Linked DNA regions of Mus musculus: all the other regions are linked to region 5. A link is a contact called in public HiCAR-type, capture Hi-C and promoter capture Hi-C data. All regions are on one chromosome and are shown on one strand. The core of a region is the stretch at or near the end of the contact, and the rest is flanking DNA. Distances in the headings are between cores, read along the strand shown. Region 1 holds the start of Frk (fyn-related kinase). Region 2 holds the start of Calhm6 (calcium homeostasis modulator family member 6). Region 3 holds the start of Lama4 (laminin, alpha 4). Region 4 holds the start of Nt5dc1 (5'-nucleotidase domain containing 1). Region 5 holds the start of Hs3st5 (heparan sulfate (glucosamine) 3-O-sulfotransferase 5).

Region 1 (2,700 bases), core at 18-2,517, 2.0 Mb after region 5:
GAAAGTAGGTTTAGGAGAGACTATAGCTGCCCGTAAATGAAAATGTAGTTCTATTGAAAGTGAGGCAGAGGGAGAGTATTAGATGGACCATAGGTGTGCCCACTATAATCAAAGTCATTTTAGCAGTTCTCTCTCACTTTGCGAGAAAGACATGCTTCAATTAACAGCTTCTAGAATGCCTTTCCATACACTGGACCGATCTGTGAATGAGAGTCCGTGGATAGGAAGGAAGGAGAGTCAGAGTTCAGTATCCAACCCCGAAAGAATCAAGAAAAAAGTATGGCCGGTGCTACTCACGGCTCTGCCTGGAGACTCCGGTCCTCCGCCACGTAATTGGAAGGAATGTAGCCCTGTAGCTGCTGACCTAAGCCGGTTCCCTTCTTCTCCAAATGTCTGGCCAACCACCAGCCCTCATGCGAAGTGTCCAAGACTTGGAGTTTGTCGCCGGCACGGAAGCTCAGGTCCTCTGCAGTACGTGCTTGGTAATCAAACAGAGCCACAAAATACTGGCCATGGCTTCTCTCGGGCTCTTGTGACCTGGGAGCCTCTGGGGGACAGAAGGCCCCTGGATTCTCAATTACTACTGACTTGTCTGCCTCTTGAGACCAGCACGGGAGAAAAGGCTGCAGGTATGCCCAGAGTCTCACACAGACGCTGCCCATGGTGTTGTTCTAGCTTAGTAGTTGTAGGAGAGGATAGTCCTCTCCCCACAAGCTGTACAGAGCCACGGTCCTCCACCAGGCAGCTTCCAAATCAGCTGCAACTCACCATACCTCCCGCTTCGGATCTCTCCTCTCTCCGGCAGATCTGGGCTTGGCCAAGACACTCACAGCTGGCTTTCTGTTTGTAGCTGCTGCCCTGAGGCAAAACCAAGAGAGGACTGAGCTGGAGGTCCAGTGGGAAGGTGCTTCTTCCTGACTGCCTGGGCACCGAACAATAAGTAAAATAAAAAGGGTTTTATTTAGAGGGACATTTGAGAACAAAGAACAGCCACCTCTCCCTCTGTCCCCGGAAAAAGTTAGAGAGAGACTAACTCCAGGAACAAGCTCCCAGCCCGGCCTGCTCCAGCTGCTCTCACCCTGCTTCAAGCCTGCAGCTGAGAGAGTTCTGCTCTCTCCGGAGCTTTCCTTCTTGCTAATGAATAACCAGGCCGTGGAGGTTATCGCCTTTAACATCCTGAGCTGTACAGACTGTAATAATTCCTCCTAACTTCCTGGTTTCTTTTTGTCTGATCTAAAAGGAACTCCCAGGTCAGCTTTCCCGCTCCCTCCTCCCACACCCAGGATAGACCAGCCCCCTTACCAAGAAGCCAGATTCTTAAAGCAGCCAAAACCCAGAGAAACAGGCTAGCCCAGATGGCTATCTGTCTTGCTATATTCCCTACACAGAATGCAAGGCAGAGATTTATTTCCTCACAAATATGAGTAGGATTGTTTTGATACTGGTAGAGAAAATTTTAAAAGGAGAAAACTGGGTGTTTAGGTAGGATCTGCCAGACATGTGGCAATTGAAAAAGAGCCTTTGAGTCCCTACCATTTTTTTTTTTAATCACTAGGAATAGATTTTAATAGCCTCAGAAGTTTCTGGTGAAAAAAAAAAGAGTAGCAAAGCAGCTGGGCAAAATGCTGAGAACCCGAAAGGCTGCTTTTTCCCACAGAGACATCTCATTCCTGACCCCTTACATCGCTATTTCTGTAGCACGTGTACCCAAGCACACACAGGAGAAACAGGTGGCAGGCTGATAAGAGCATTTGTAGAGATGCTGTCTCTTCAAGTTGGACTTCAGGTCCATAGTCATGCTGACTCCGTGGGGTTGTGGTGAGACCTCAGAACAACTCAGGCTCAGGTTAAGATAGACATTCTGGGACTGCAGCACTGAGGGCCAGCAGAAAAAAATGGAAACAGGCAACCTCGGGAGGGGACCATTTCTTAAGGGAAATAAGGTTGCAAATGACAAAGCAGGCCGCAATGTTCTTTGTCTTCCACATATATGTACACCCATACATAGACACATATCCATCACACATGGCTCACACACACACACACACACACACACACACACACATAAAGCCAAATTCTGAGACATATTTTGTTTTATTTTAATACCATGAGACCTAAAACAGACTGCACGTGTAATTCCTTATTTTACACAGAAATGAAAATAGTGATCATGATACCAATGAATCATAACAAATATTCTGTACCAAACACCATGAACTGTGAAAGTGTGGTATCTTCTTGATTTCTTTAAACATGGCTTACAGATGCTGTGGTCTTTCCTGGGACATCTACATGATGTAGAAACAGAAAGAATGAGAAGGTCTACTAAGCACAGGTGGACCCAAACTCAACTTTAAGTGGATTTAAGACTCCAAACCCTTTGCTATTCTAAATTTTTGTTTGTTTGTTTGTTTTTGGTTTTGGTTTTTGGTTTTTTCGAGACAGGGTTTTTCTGTATAGCCCTGGCTGTCCTGGAACTCACTTTGTAGACCAGCCTGGCCTCGAACTCAAAATCTGCCTGCCTCCTGCCTCCCGAATGCTGGGATTAAAGGTGTGCCCCACCACACCCAGCCTTGCTACCCTAAATTTAAATATACCTTCACTGTGACTAGGTCAAAACATTGTGGGAAATGACAGTGACAAACAGCCCATCCCATCCCCTGAGGAGGTGAAGAGACTTAAATAGCACCAACAACCCAA
Region 2 (2,700 bases), core at 174-2,673, 2.4 Mb after region 5:
GCCATATGAATTATTTTGAGTAGTACGAAGTGCCTGTGCCTATTCCTTGGCCTAAAACTGTGAACACATTTGGAGCCTTAAATGATATGCAATAAAGTTAACTGTTGTACATTCTCAGGGAAAAGGAGAGTAAGTTGTAACCTGCCAAACTGATCACTCTTTCTGCCATGTACATGCACCAAATGCAGTTTTCTCATCAGCTGCTGGACTTACAGAATGCCTGAGCTCAAAGCTCGTGCTCTTTCTAGCTTTCTCCACTTCATTGGGAGTTATGAAATAGTAGAGTTCAATGTCACAGCCTTGCTTAGAGTTTGTATCAGAAGAACTACCAGGAGGGGAATGAAAACAGGAGTCATGTTAGATGTAGCTTCAACTTAAAAACTGTTTGGTTTAACTAGCATTCTGCTTTGGTTTCTGTGCTGTTGTTGTTTGTTTTGTTTTGGAACAGGGTTGGTCTCACGGTAGAGTTTTGGCTGCCCTGGAATTCCAGATATAGATCAGGCTAGCTTTGAACTCACAGAGATCCACCTGTCTGTCTCTGCCTTCCCAATGCTACGATTAAAGGCTAGGATTAAAGACATCTCTCACTCTCAGTTTTACTGTGGTTTAGCTTATGAAAGAAAAATGAAATGTTCCTGTTTCCTGTAAATGTTGTGGGTTTTTGTAACTGGGACTTGGCTTTGGCATTAGGGCTGCTGCAATAGAGAAAAATTCAGAAGTTTTCCGAGCTTGGTCATCTGCCTACACTGTAAGAGGTCACTTTGGGTTGGAGGAAAGCAAAGAAACAGAACCGGAGTTTTCTTGAAAGCGTTCCAGAACTGAGGGAGTCATGTGACTGGGACCTCAGCCTTCTGCTCTGTCCTTTGCAGTTTGGATCCTGGAAGGCTGGCTAGGGGCTAAGAAAGAACGAAAAAGGAGCAGGCATGCAGACACAATGAGGCGGGGGTCAGGTGGGTCTCCCCTTAGCTTGTATATTAGGTACAGCACGGAAAAGGGGTTAGATTGGGAAGCCATCTCTGTAGGGCAGAAGTCACAGCCTATAAACTTCCAGGAGAAGGCTGCAATTGCTAGTTTTACATGCACCGGTCAACTGTTTATAAACATACTCAGACTCCCAAGGACAGCTTTGCTGTTACTTTTGACTGTGACCTGTACGGGTAATGGCTCCTGCGAATTTACATGGACCAATCAGTCTCACAGGCTGCCCATGTTGAGATACACAGTCATTCAGATCTTCTCTTTGCTCAGGACTTTTCTGCTCCCTACAGTCTTGGGATGTGGAGTGGATCTTAGGAGATCAAAGATCACAGGGACTTTATTTGTGGGACTTTACCAGAACTGGTGTGATTGAAAAAAAAGAAAGTGAAACCCGGAAGGGTTTCCTTTTTGAAAGTTGCTTCAAAGCACGATGTAAAGTACAGTACACGGTTCACTCAACCTTCCTGAGAAGCAGAGCCTGTGGGGTGTCCAGTGTGAGCAGAACCCATGGAAAAGTTCAAGGCAGTGCTGGACCTGCAGAGAAAGCACCGCAACGCCCTGGGCTATAGCCTGGTGACCCTACTGACGGCTGGTGGGGAGAAGATCTTCTCCTCAGTGGTGTTCCAGTGTCCCTGCACTGCCACCTGGAACCTGCCCTACGGCCTGGTGTTCCTGCTGGTGCCTGCCCTCGCGCTTTTCCTCCTGGGATATGCGCTGAGCGCGCGCACATGGCGCCTGCTCACCGGCTGCTGCTCCCGGAGCGCGCGATTCAGTTCGGGGTTGCGCAGCGCGTTCGTGTGCGCCCAGCTCAGCATGACCGCGGCATTCGCGCCCCTCACCTGGGTGGCCGTGGCGCTGCTCGAGGGCTCTTTCTACCAATGTGCTGTCAGCGGGAGCGCGCGCTTGGCGCCATACCTGTGCAAGGGCCGCGACCCCAACTGCAATGCCACGCTACCGCAGGCTCCCTGCAACAAGCAGAAGGTGGAAATGCAGGAGATCCTGAGCCAGCTCAAGGCTCAGTCTCAGGTCAGGCTCTGGGAGCGATGGGGAGGCTCAGAGGCGCGAGGAAGTCAGTGACTTTTCTCTAGACCAGGGACTGAATATTTAAATAGGGAAATTTGTCCCCTCAGTAGGAGCCGAAGTACTTTTTATGTTATTCTTTAGTGTTTCCTTCCACTGTGTAGCAAAGCCTCAGGACAGGTGAATTTTGTATATTCTGGGAAAACTAGAAGCATTATTACATTAGAACCTATCTTGCCAGCCCCAAACACACTATCCACACATTTAGAAAGCCCCGGGGCGCGGGAGGAGGAGATGCTCTTTATAATGAGTACCCTTTCTAGAAGCCCCACATTTTCAGTTACAGGGGAGTGATACGTGAGCTCTTTTTTGTATATTTTACATGACTTGGACTAATGGACTATTGTTGACTTTCTAAAACAGCAGTAGGGTTGTTGTACTGTGTTGTGTGTGTGTGTGTGTGGTGGAGGATAGTTTTTTTGTTTTGTTTTTTTCTTTCTTTCTTTTCTTTTCTTTTTTCTTTTTTTTTCGAGATAGGGTTTCTCTGTTCAGCCCTGGTTGTCCTGGAACTCAGGCTATAGACCAGGCTGGCCTTGAACTCAGAAATCTGCCTACCTCTGCCTCCCAAGTGCTGGGATTAAAGGTGTGCGCCACCGCCGCCCAGCTGGTGGAGGATAATTACTACCAACAGTTCTTTTTCTA
Region 3 (2,700 bases), core at 162-2,661, 2.5 Mb before region 5:
CCATGAACTTAGGTGACTTCATTTTCCTCCTCCTTCGCATCCCCCACAGCCTGGACATGCTACTGTAATCCAGGCGCAGAGGCTCTTAAATCACTTACTGTGGACCCATCCTTCTCCTCCAATGTCTACAGTTCAGCCATTTCTCAACTGAAAAGTCTCTTGATATATAAAAACAGTAGCTCACTGAATAAACCTTAGACCAGTAGTATATCCTGATCAGCTTTACTTTGGGAGTGGAGCTTGACTTAATCTTGCTTCTGGATTAGAATGGTCTGCTTTTGTTTAAGGTATCTGCCCTGAAATTTTCTAACAGCTTCCTTCACAGACAACCCCCACCCCCAGCACCCCAGCCTTGCAGAAGACCTTTTGTTTAGTTTGAGACAGGATAGGTCTTTTTAGTGATATTGCTCTCATTGTTCAAACAGCAAAGAGGAGCAGGGAGACAGAGAGGGGGCACTTACAGTAAGTGCCAAGGTTTGACAAAATGGCTATTGGAACACACCAAAAGACCACCACTGCATACTGCATACATTTCTCATGTAGTCTAACAGACCCACGCAGACATGAAGGGTACTCTCACTGGAAGCCTCAACTTTCAACTGACGTCCAAGTCAAACTTTCAAAACAGAGCCCTTTATTTCAACTGAGGAGACCTAGCCCAGATGAAAGCCTAGGTTATCAAACAGATGGGGAGAGAGAAAGAGGATTGTGGCCCAGCCCATAGACACGGTAGACACAGGTGTGGAGCGGGTTGGCAAAGGCAGGGGGTACTGTACCTCAGCAGCAGGCGGCAGGCGTCCCAGTGTCACGCCTGAGTCGCTAGTCTCCGATGGGTCTTGCCTGCCGACCACTGCGCTCCCCTCGATGTCAAAAGGAAACGCATTGCCGTCCCCTGACGCTGCGTTGGAGCAGACAGCACACCAGAGGAGCCACAGGGCCAGGACTGAGCACCAAGCTGTGCTCCAACCCATCTCTCTGCAGATATTCAACAGGGCCCTTCCTGGAGTGAAGGACCTGGAGGTCTTGGTGGGTACCCCCTAAGAGATGCAGTGATGCCTGGTGTTTTGTCTTCTCTGGACCTGCGGTATTTAGATCCAGGAGCCCAAGTTGCAACTTTGTTGTATTAAAGAAGAGGGAGTGAGAGTCAGCGTGGTCTCTTCTCTCTCTCCTGCTTGTCTTTCGCTTCCATCCACCTCTCTCACTTTGTCTCCGGTCTCCCGCCGCTCCTGAGACTTGGGTTCTGGGACTTACAGATGGATGGAGCTAGCGCCCTGTGAACATCAAAAGGCAGGGGAGCAGACTGGCATGAGCGAGGCGAGCGCTCCTGGCCACCTCCTCTCCCTGGCGGCTGGGACTGAGGTCGGCGCGGCTCTGGCTTCCTTCCCACACTCATTCTCACCACTCCCTTTCCACCTTCCCCTTCCAGGCCCTCCCACTTCAAGTTGGCTTTCAGACCCCGAGGTCAGGCCTTTCCTAGACGCCGCCTCCCCCTCCCCCTCCCCCTCGCAGTTTGGAGTCTCTCCAAGGACTCGAAATGAATATTCAGCGTTCCTGATTGCTTCCCCACATCCCTTATTTACGCAGCCAAGGCGCCGGATGTCTGATCTATATTTATATAGATTTGTATGTGGCCCCCACTAGTGTACAGGAAAGTGGGTGGAAAAAGGATTCCAGGGGCGGGAGGGAACCTGAGGTAGATGACCTCAGGAGCCAGAGGCATGGTGTCCATTTCTGGATGCGTTCTCCTCTCCTTTTCTAGGGATAGCCTGTGGCTCTTCACTGGCCACTCCTCTTCCTCTGTGGAGTCCTCACCCAGAGGGCTGGAGAGAATATCTTTCACTACAGTACTAGAAAATGACTTCATTATTGAAATGCATGAACTTTTATTTACAAAGAACATCTTGTTTTCCCTAAAGAGGTGCTTTGTGAAGGACCCAGAACAAGGCATGCAGTGTATGAGCCTGTCGAATATGCGACCCACAGCTCATAGTAGCCCGACCTCTTCCTCTTGGCCTGCAATCTCATGCCTACAACATTTGTCTGAATCATGCAACCTTTCCAAGGCTTCCATAGAACTCAGGCTGCAGTTACGCTGGGCTGCCCTTGAGCTGACTAGTATCCACTGCCAGTGATAGGTGCCTTTATTTCCATGGGCTTCAGGTCAGAGCTTTAGGTATCTCTGGAGGGAAGGCCCCAAAGTGCTTAAAAATGATCAGATGAGCAAGATAGCCATATAATGACACTCAGGCCAGTTTTAAGGTATTGGGAATTATAATTACACAGTAAGGCAACTCTGTGAACATTATCATGAGCCCCATTTCACCGAATGGGCTGTTGGCTCTAAAGCTATACACATAAGCAACTGTTTATTCTCTACCATGTGCCAGCCACTTTCCACACATTTGTAAACACCACAGCATTCTCGCATAGTAGGGCTTTTATTTCCTTGCTGTGGAAGAAGAATGAGCGATTCCCCAGGGCCACCCAGCTGATAGAAAGCTGAATTGAAGCTTAAATATGAGCCTTCTTGGCCTGAAGCTCTGATTCAAGTTTGTAACACCAAAACTGATAAGATAAAGCCTGAGCTGGGACATAGAGATAGTGGGGGTGGGGGTGGGGGGTAGGTGGTCTCTTTCACTTTTGGAGTGCTTTCTATGCACCAACAGTTTGCATGAGTTATTTTATTTAATTTCATGCCGA
Region 4 (2,700 bases), core at 108-2,607, 2.1 Mb after region 5:
TTTTGATACATATGCAGCTAGAGTCAAGAGCTCCGGGGTACTGGTTAGTTCATATTGTTGTTCCACCTATAGGGTTGTAGATCCCTTTAGCTCCTTGGATATGTTCTCTAGCTCCTCCATTGGGGGCTTTGTGATCCATCCAATAGCTGACTGTGAGCATCCACTTCTGTGTTTGCTAGGCCCCAGCCTAGTCTCACAAGACCTACTTCTACAGAAGACCAGTTCAAACAACTAGCCTCACGGGACGGAGCAACTACCAAACTCTTCGAATTCCTATTAACAGTTGACCAATGCTCGGTGAGTTGAACTACAGACTATAAGTCATCACAATACATTCCTTTAATATATAGAGAACTCATTCCATAAGTTCTGTGTCTTTAGAGAACCCTGACTAATACAACCAGCCTTGGTGTTTTTGGTAAGGTGGTCTTCCATAATACGTAATATATTTTTTAATGCATTCCAATGGCTGAAATGATGCCAGGAATGTCTTTCATGTCTTATTACCAAACTATAGAGTAATAAAGCTGTTGATTCAACTTTCAAAGTCCACTTACCAAACTGTATGCTAAAGGGGTCTGTATTAGTCAGAGTTTTACTGCTGTGAACAGACACCATGACCAAGGCAAGTCTTATAAAAAACAACATTTAATTGGGGCTGGCTTACAGGTACAGAGGTTCAGTCCATTATCATCAAGGTGGGAGCATGGCAGCATCCAGGCAGGCATGGTGCAGGCAGAGCTGAGCGTTCTATGTCTTCATCCAAAGGCTGCTAGTGGAAGACTGACTTCCAGGCAACTAGGGTGAGGATCTTATGCCCACGCCCACAGTGACACACCTATTCCAACCTGGTCACACCTATTCCAACAAGGCCACACCTCCAAATGGTGTCACTCCCTAGTCCAAGAATATACAAACCATCACAGGGTCCAACAGTTATTTGTGCTCATAATTTTCTCACACACTGCTCCCACACTCAAGCCTCAAGGGATGAGGTTTCACTGGTATCATTTAGTAGTGTGGCGCCTGAAAAATGAACGAGAATTCCCACTAATTCTGTGAAACCTTAAGCTACATTAAGGACATTGGCTAGCAGGGTCCTAGTTGAGCATTTTAGCTCCTGCTGCACTGTACTAGCTGGAAGCAAGCCGTGGAACTGGCCTGAACCAGCCAGCAAAACTGGGGCGATCCAGGAGGCAGACAGGCCACTGACTTGGAGACGCGGGAGTGTGCTCAGAACCCGCCCTACTTGACTAGCTCCTCCCGACCAGACCACGCCCCGCCCGTCTGTCTTATATAAGCCTCCGCCCCGCCAAGCTCCGCCCCGTCAAGCCCCGCCCCGTCAAGCCCCGCCCCGCTCCGCGTCCTGCCTGCGAGTTACGCTTGTAGAGTCCCGGCAACTTCTCGCATGCTCTACCGGCCTTCCGGTCTGCGTTACCCGCCGCTGCCCTGCCATGGCTCAGCACTTCTCCCTGGGCGCCTGCGACGTGGTCGGCTTCGATCTCGACCACACGCTGTGCCGCTACAACCTGCCCGAGAGCGCCCGGGTGAGTGGCACGGACAGCCTCTAAAGGCGGCTGTGTAGAGTGTCGTAGGTCCCCGGCCGCTGGGCGGAAGTGTACTTTCAGGGGTTCTGCGGTCTTGAGGAGGAAGCCAGGGGCAGAAGATAGCGCAAGACCGAGCCGGGAAGCCGACTTGTAGAACCCTGAAAAAGCGGGGTCAGGGGCTTTGTGTGTCATTTGTTGATCCCAGGCCCTATTATTTTTTCCAACTCCTCTGGGCACCAGCTGAGTGGGTACAGCCACTTGTTTTGAACTTCAAGAAAACATGGCTGCATCTTTCCTTTTGCACACCCAAGTAATCACCTGTCAGAGTTTAAGTATTTCATACAGGGAGAGACTGTATAATAAATAGTATTGTGAGAAACACTGGGAGAAGTCGTTAACATCTTAGACCTCCTTTTGTCTTTACCAAGAGAAGAAAACAAGCATTTATTGTGCACGTACTACTTGATCTGTGCGTTTTAAATAAAGTTGTAATCTCAACAGAATCTACCCAGAATATGAGGGGATTAGATTGCTTTATTTGTAGGCTTATACCCTCATCTTAATCGCCCTGCTTTCTCTGACCCTTTGGGTTCACAAGAAACTAAAGAATTAAGAATATCACAGTGAGAAGTCTAAGCAGGACTCTGCAGTCAAAGTCCCTGGTTCGGGACCCTGGCACCAAGTGCCTAGCCCTGTGACACTGGGCAAATAATCTGGGTTCCTTCTCAATTAACCTTTCGAGGATTAAGTGTGCAGCCGATTGTTTGCTATTACGGTTAGCACCCACCACATCACTAGTGCAGACCACAGTCAGTGTAGTCCTGTCAGTGCCCCAGTTGGTCAGATTCTCCAAAATCAAAAATGAGGCTCCTGAATCACTCCGGTGTGTTTTCAAGCATACAGATGCTTTAAAAAAAAAAAAAGGTGTGTGTCCCTGCTGGGGCTCTGTTTTGCTTGCCAGTTGCACAGATCTCATTTCCTTTCTCATAGTTTAAAGACATTTAAGTCTTGGTCCTTTGGCTACTCTTTCAGAGTGTTCTCTGGGTGCTAATTTCTTTCCTTCCACGGCGTTCAGATTCCAGTCTGGTTCATCTTATGCCCTTCATCTGTATTCACTGTCGTTCATGGAGAATGTTGTTTAACCTCTGTCATG
Region 5 (2,700 bases), core at 50-2,549:
ACCCTGTCTGCTTTTTGCGTGGACTTCAGGGCAGCCCACTCCCCTTAAAGCCACCGTATAACTTCAAATAACAGTACACAACTAGCGGAGAAGTGGCCAAGCAGAATCCCAAACTGTGAGCGATCATCATCAGTGACTGTGCGTTCTGCATCTGATTCTAGGGGAGCGCTGGATGTAGGTCTCAGAGCAAGACAGACAGGCAGACAGAAGGGCGGGGGGGACAGTCTTGGAGGCAGACTGCTAAATTCGCTCAAGCAATTGCTCCTTCTGTTTCTCTTGTCCTATTAGTTTAACCCCTACCCCAGCAAGAGGCTCAAAGTCTTCCCCAGGAGGCGCCTAGAAAAGCCGCGCCCTACAAAGTGAGTGGGGCAAAAGGATGCCTCCTCTAGGTGACTTCGCTTATCACTTTCTCCTAAATTCAGAAAGTCCGAGCTTCGAGCCCCCTACCCTCTCTCCCGCACCAGGCGAGCAGCGCGCAGTGCTCACTCACCTTCGTCCCTAGTGGTGACAGCCTCGGCTTGGAAAGTGGTGGCCCAGGCCAGTCGCCCCGGGTCACCAAGTGGTTCCCGCGATCGCAGTGGCAGTTGTCCAGTAGTTTGGGATGCTCAGCTAGGAGCAAGCCGGCGAGCAGAGCAAACAAGCAGCACAGTACCCGGGCTTCCACTCGGGCGGCGACAGAGGCGGCTATGGTGTCCTGGGCGGGGAGCTGCAAGCCAAAGGAGGGGAAGAGAAGTAGTGGAGTTTAGGGCACGTTTCCCGCACTTCCCTAGGAGACTGGAGCCAGGTGCGGCAGGGCGCGCTCCCGCGGCGCGAGCACGCCAGGGGCAGCTGCGGGAGCCTTAGTTCGCGCAGTGAAGGGGACCGCAGGAGCTCTGCGGGAGGAGGTTCGCATTCTCCTCGCCCGGCGCGGGCACCGACGCTGACCCGGACTCCGCAGGCGAGGGGCAAAGCCTCGGGCGTCCGCAGTGACAATCTCAGAAAGCTCGGTCCTTGGAGATGCCTCCAAAAGAGCAACAGTCAGTGAGGCTGAGATCTTCCTTCCCTGCGTACTCCGGTGGCCTGTGCCAAGCTGTGCGGACCGCGGACTCCCCGCCTCTCGCGCTGTCACAGCCGCCGCCCGGTCCCTGGCGCGCTGGAGCCGGCTGCAGCCTCCCGGAGACGTGCCCAGCGGGATGTGCGCGCGCGCGTATGTCTAAGAAGATATCTTCCCCTCCATCACTTCGGCTCGCGGGAGGGACCAGGTCCCTGGCGGCCAGCTGCAGAGTGGCTGCCAGTCCACACCCTCCCAGCTCTCATCCCACCCACCCCGCCCCTTCTCCTCCTCGCGCTCCCCTCCTTCTTCTGCTCCTCCCCTCGTAGCCGCTCCTGTGCTCCTAAAGGCAGCAGAGGGACCTAGAGGAAAAGGGGGAGGAGGAAAAGGGTGGGGAATGGAGCGCAGGTGTCTTTGGAACGGAGGTGGGAGCAGGCACCATAGCTCCAATAGGCAGGGGCAGGGCCTGGCCTTAGGGGTTGAAGAGGGAAGAGGATATACTGGGAGGCGGAGGACATGAGGCTGGGCCACAACACGTCCCACCCGGGAGCGGAGAGCTTTGGCTAGCACGCTGTAGCTGTAAGGTGGGTGGTCAGGGCTCCTGAGCAATCTAAGATCACAGCTTTGAGAACCTTGAATGGGTTACTGGGCTGGCAGATAATTAATTTGATACTTAGAGATTGAAGAGACCGGGTTCCTGAGGAGGTGTGACAGATCTCTGCTGTGATAGTTGGGAGTCAGACCCAGAGCTTGAGAGGGGTCACACAGGTTTCCAGAGAGACTACATTGACTTCAGCATGCCAGGTGAGAGTGCCAGAGGATAGGAGGGGCTGGTGGCGTCAGCCACGGTGCTTTGGGCTGCTGTGTGCCTTCAGAGTCACAGGGGGCGATCACTGCCTAGTAGGAAAGAGGAGCTCTGGTCTCAGCCTTCATGTGGGTCTGGAGTTCCAAAACCCAGAGGCACACTCACCTTTCGAATTTAGTTCCTCTGTCCTAGCCTCTGCCTCCAGCAAAATGGCAGGCCAGGGAACTGAGTCGATTTGCTGGATTCAGCTTCTTTGCTGGTGGAAGAGGGCCCACCTGGAAGCTTATTTACGGTGCTTCCCTCCTAATTTCTATTCTCAAAAAGCATCCCTGACTAACCACAATTACAAGGAAATTGTTACTACCCCCTCTCATGGGGGTAGCCTGAACAAATAATCAAACATGGTTTATCCTTCCATTCCTTCTTTCTCTGGTTGTTTCTGTAGAGGTAGTCTGCTTCTTGAATACTTTTCATTGCACAAATGTACAAGTCCTTTAGGAAGACATCACAATATTATTGCTCAGTGCACTAGAGTAGAAAGAATCGGCATATCAATCCTTTCTGTTACTGCAACCACACTGTGTTAATTCTGTCTATCTAGAAATGAAAGGTAGGCAGCAATCCATAAGACAGCGTGTTTCTGGGTTCTCATTTTGAAGCAGCCCCACTTTCTTTCAGGGACCCATCTTTATCATTATCCTCAAAGGTCATGAGCTCAGATCTCAAAGTCCATTTTTAAGTTATCAGCCTGGGGGGGGGGGGGGGGACGACACGACTGTTGAGTTCCAGAAGAGATAAGTTAAATTTCCATAAACTTATTTACCATCTACTCAAAAAAATCATAAGCTCAGCAGCAGCATCCACA

What was found. Promoter capture Hi-C pulls out the DNA fragments that hold promoters and counts their contacts. HiCAR-type assays count read pairs that join an accessible place to other places. Capture Hi-C pulls out chosen DNA fragments and counts their contacts.
Region 1: a contact with region 5 is called in a promoter capture Hi-C map of hippocampal neurons, with 12 times the contacts expected there. The contact joins the promoter of Frk here to the promoter of Hs3st5 in region 5. A contact is called at or near these places in 5 of 39 promoter capture datasets (cranial neural crest, frontonasal cranial neural crest, hippocampal neurons and 2 more) and 1 of 9 other capture datasets (embryonic stem cells).
Region 2: a promoter capture Hi-C map of hippocampal neurons shows a contact between it and region 5, with 4 times the contacts expected there. The contact joins the promoter of Calhm6 here to the promoter of Hs3st5 in region 5. A contact is called at or near these places in 2 of 39 promoter capture datasets (cranial neural crest and hippocampal neurons).
Region 3: a capture Hi-C map of embryonic stem cells shows a contact between it and region 5, with 7 times the contacts expected there. The contact joins the promoter of Lama4 here to the promoter of Hs3st5 in region 5. A contact is called at or near these places in 1 of 39 promoter capture datasets (hippocampal neurons) and 1 of 9 other capture datasets (embryonic stem cells).
Region 4: a contact with region 5 is called in a HiCAR-type map of astrocytes, with 9 times the contacts expected there. The contact joins the promoter of Nt5dc1 here to the promoter of Hs3st5 in region 5. A contact is called at or near these places in 4 of 39 promoter capture datasets (cranial neural crest, frontonasal cranial neural crest, hippocampal neurons and 1 more), 3 of 115 datasets of contacts at active chromatin or transcription factors (astrocytes, embryonic forebrain and forebrain) and 1 of 9 other capture datasets (embryonic stem cells).

The regions. Positions count from the first base shown.
Region 1 is chr10:34,481,967-34,484,666 of GRCm38.p6, reverse strand. It overlaps Frk (fyn-related kinase), which reads right to left and starts at 1,267. Exons shown (of 9, transcript NM_010237.3): 1 at 1,079-1,267; 2 at 298-922. The coding sequence starts at 662.
Region 2 is chr10:34,126,695-34,129,394 of GRCm38.p6, reverse strand. Calhm6 (calcium homeostasis modulator family member 6) reads left to right here and starts at 1,423. Exons shown (of 2, transcript NM_175449.4): 1 at 1,423-2,004. The coding sequence starts at 1,486.
Region 3 is chr10:38,964,226-38,966,925 of GRCm38.p6, reverse strand. Lama4 (laminin, alpha 4) reads right to left here and starts at 1,411. Exons shown (of 38, transcript NM_010681.4): 1 at 777-1,411. The coding sequence starts at 971.
Region 4 is chr10:34,417,208-34,419,907 of GRCm38.p6, reverse strand. It overlaps Nt5dc1 (5'-nucleotidase domain containing 1), which reads left to right and starts at 1,357. Exons shown (of 12, transcript NM_176968.5): 1 at 1,357-1,547. The coding sequence starts at 1,455.
Region 5 is chr10:36,505,406-36,508,105 of GRCm38.p6, reverse strand. Hs3st5 (heparan sulfate (glucosamine) 3-O-sulfotransferase 5) reads right to left here and starts at 1,299. Exons shown (of 5, transcript NM_001253356.1): 1 at 491-1,299.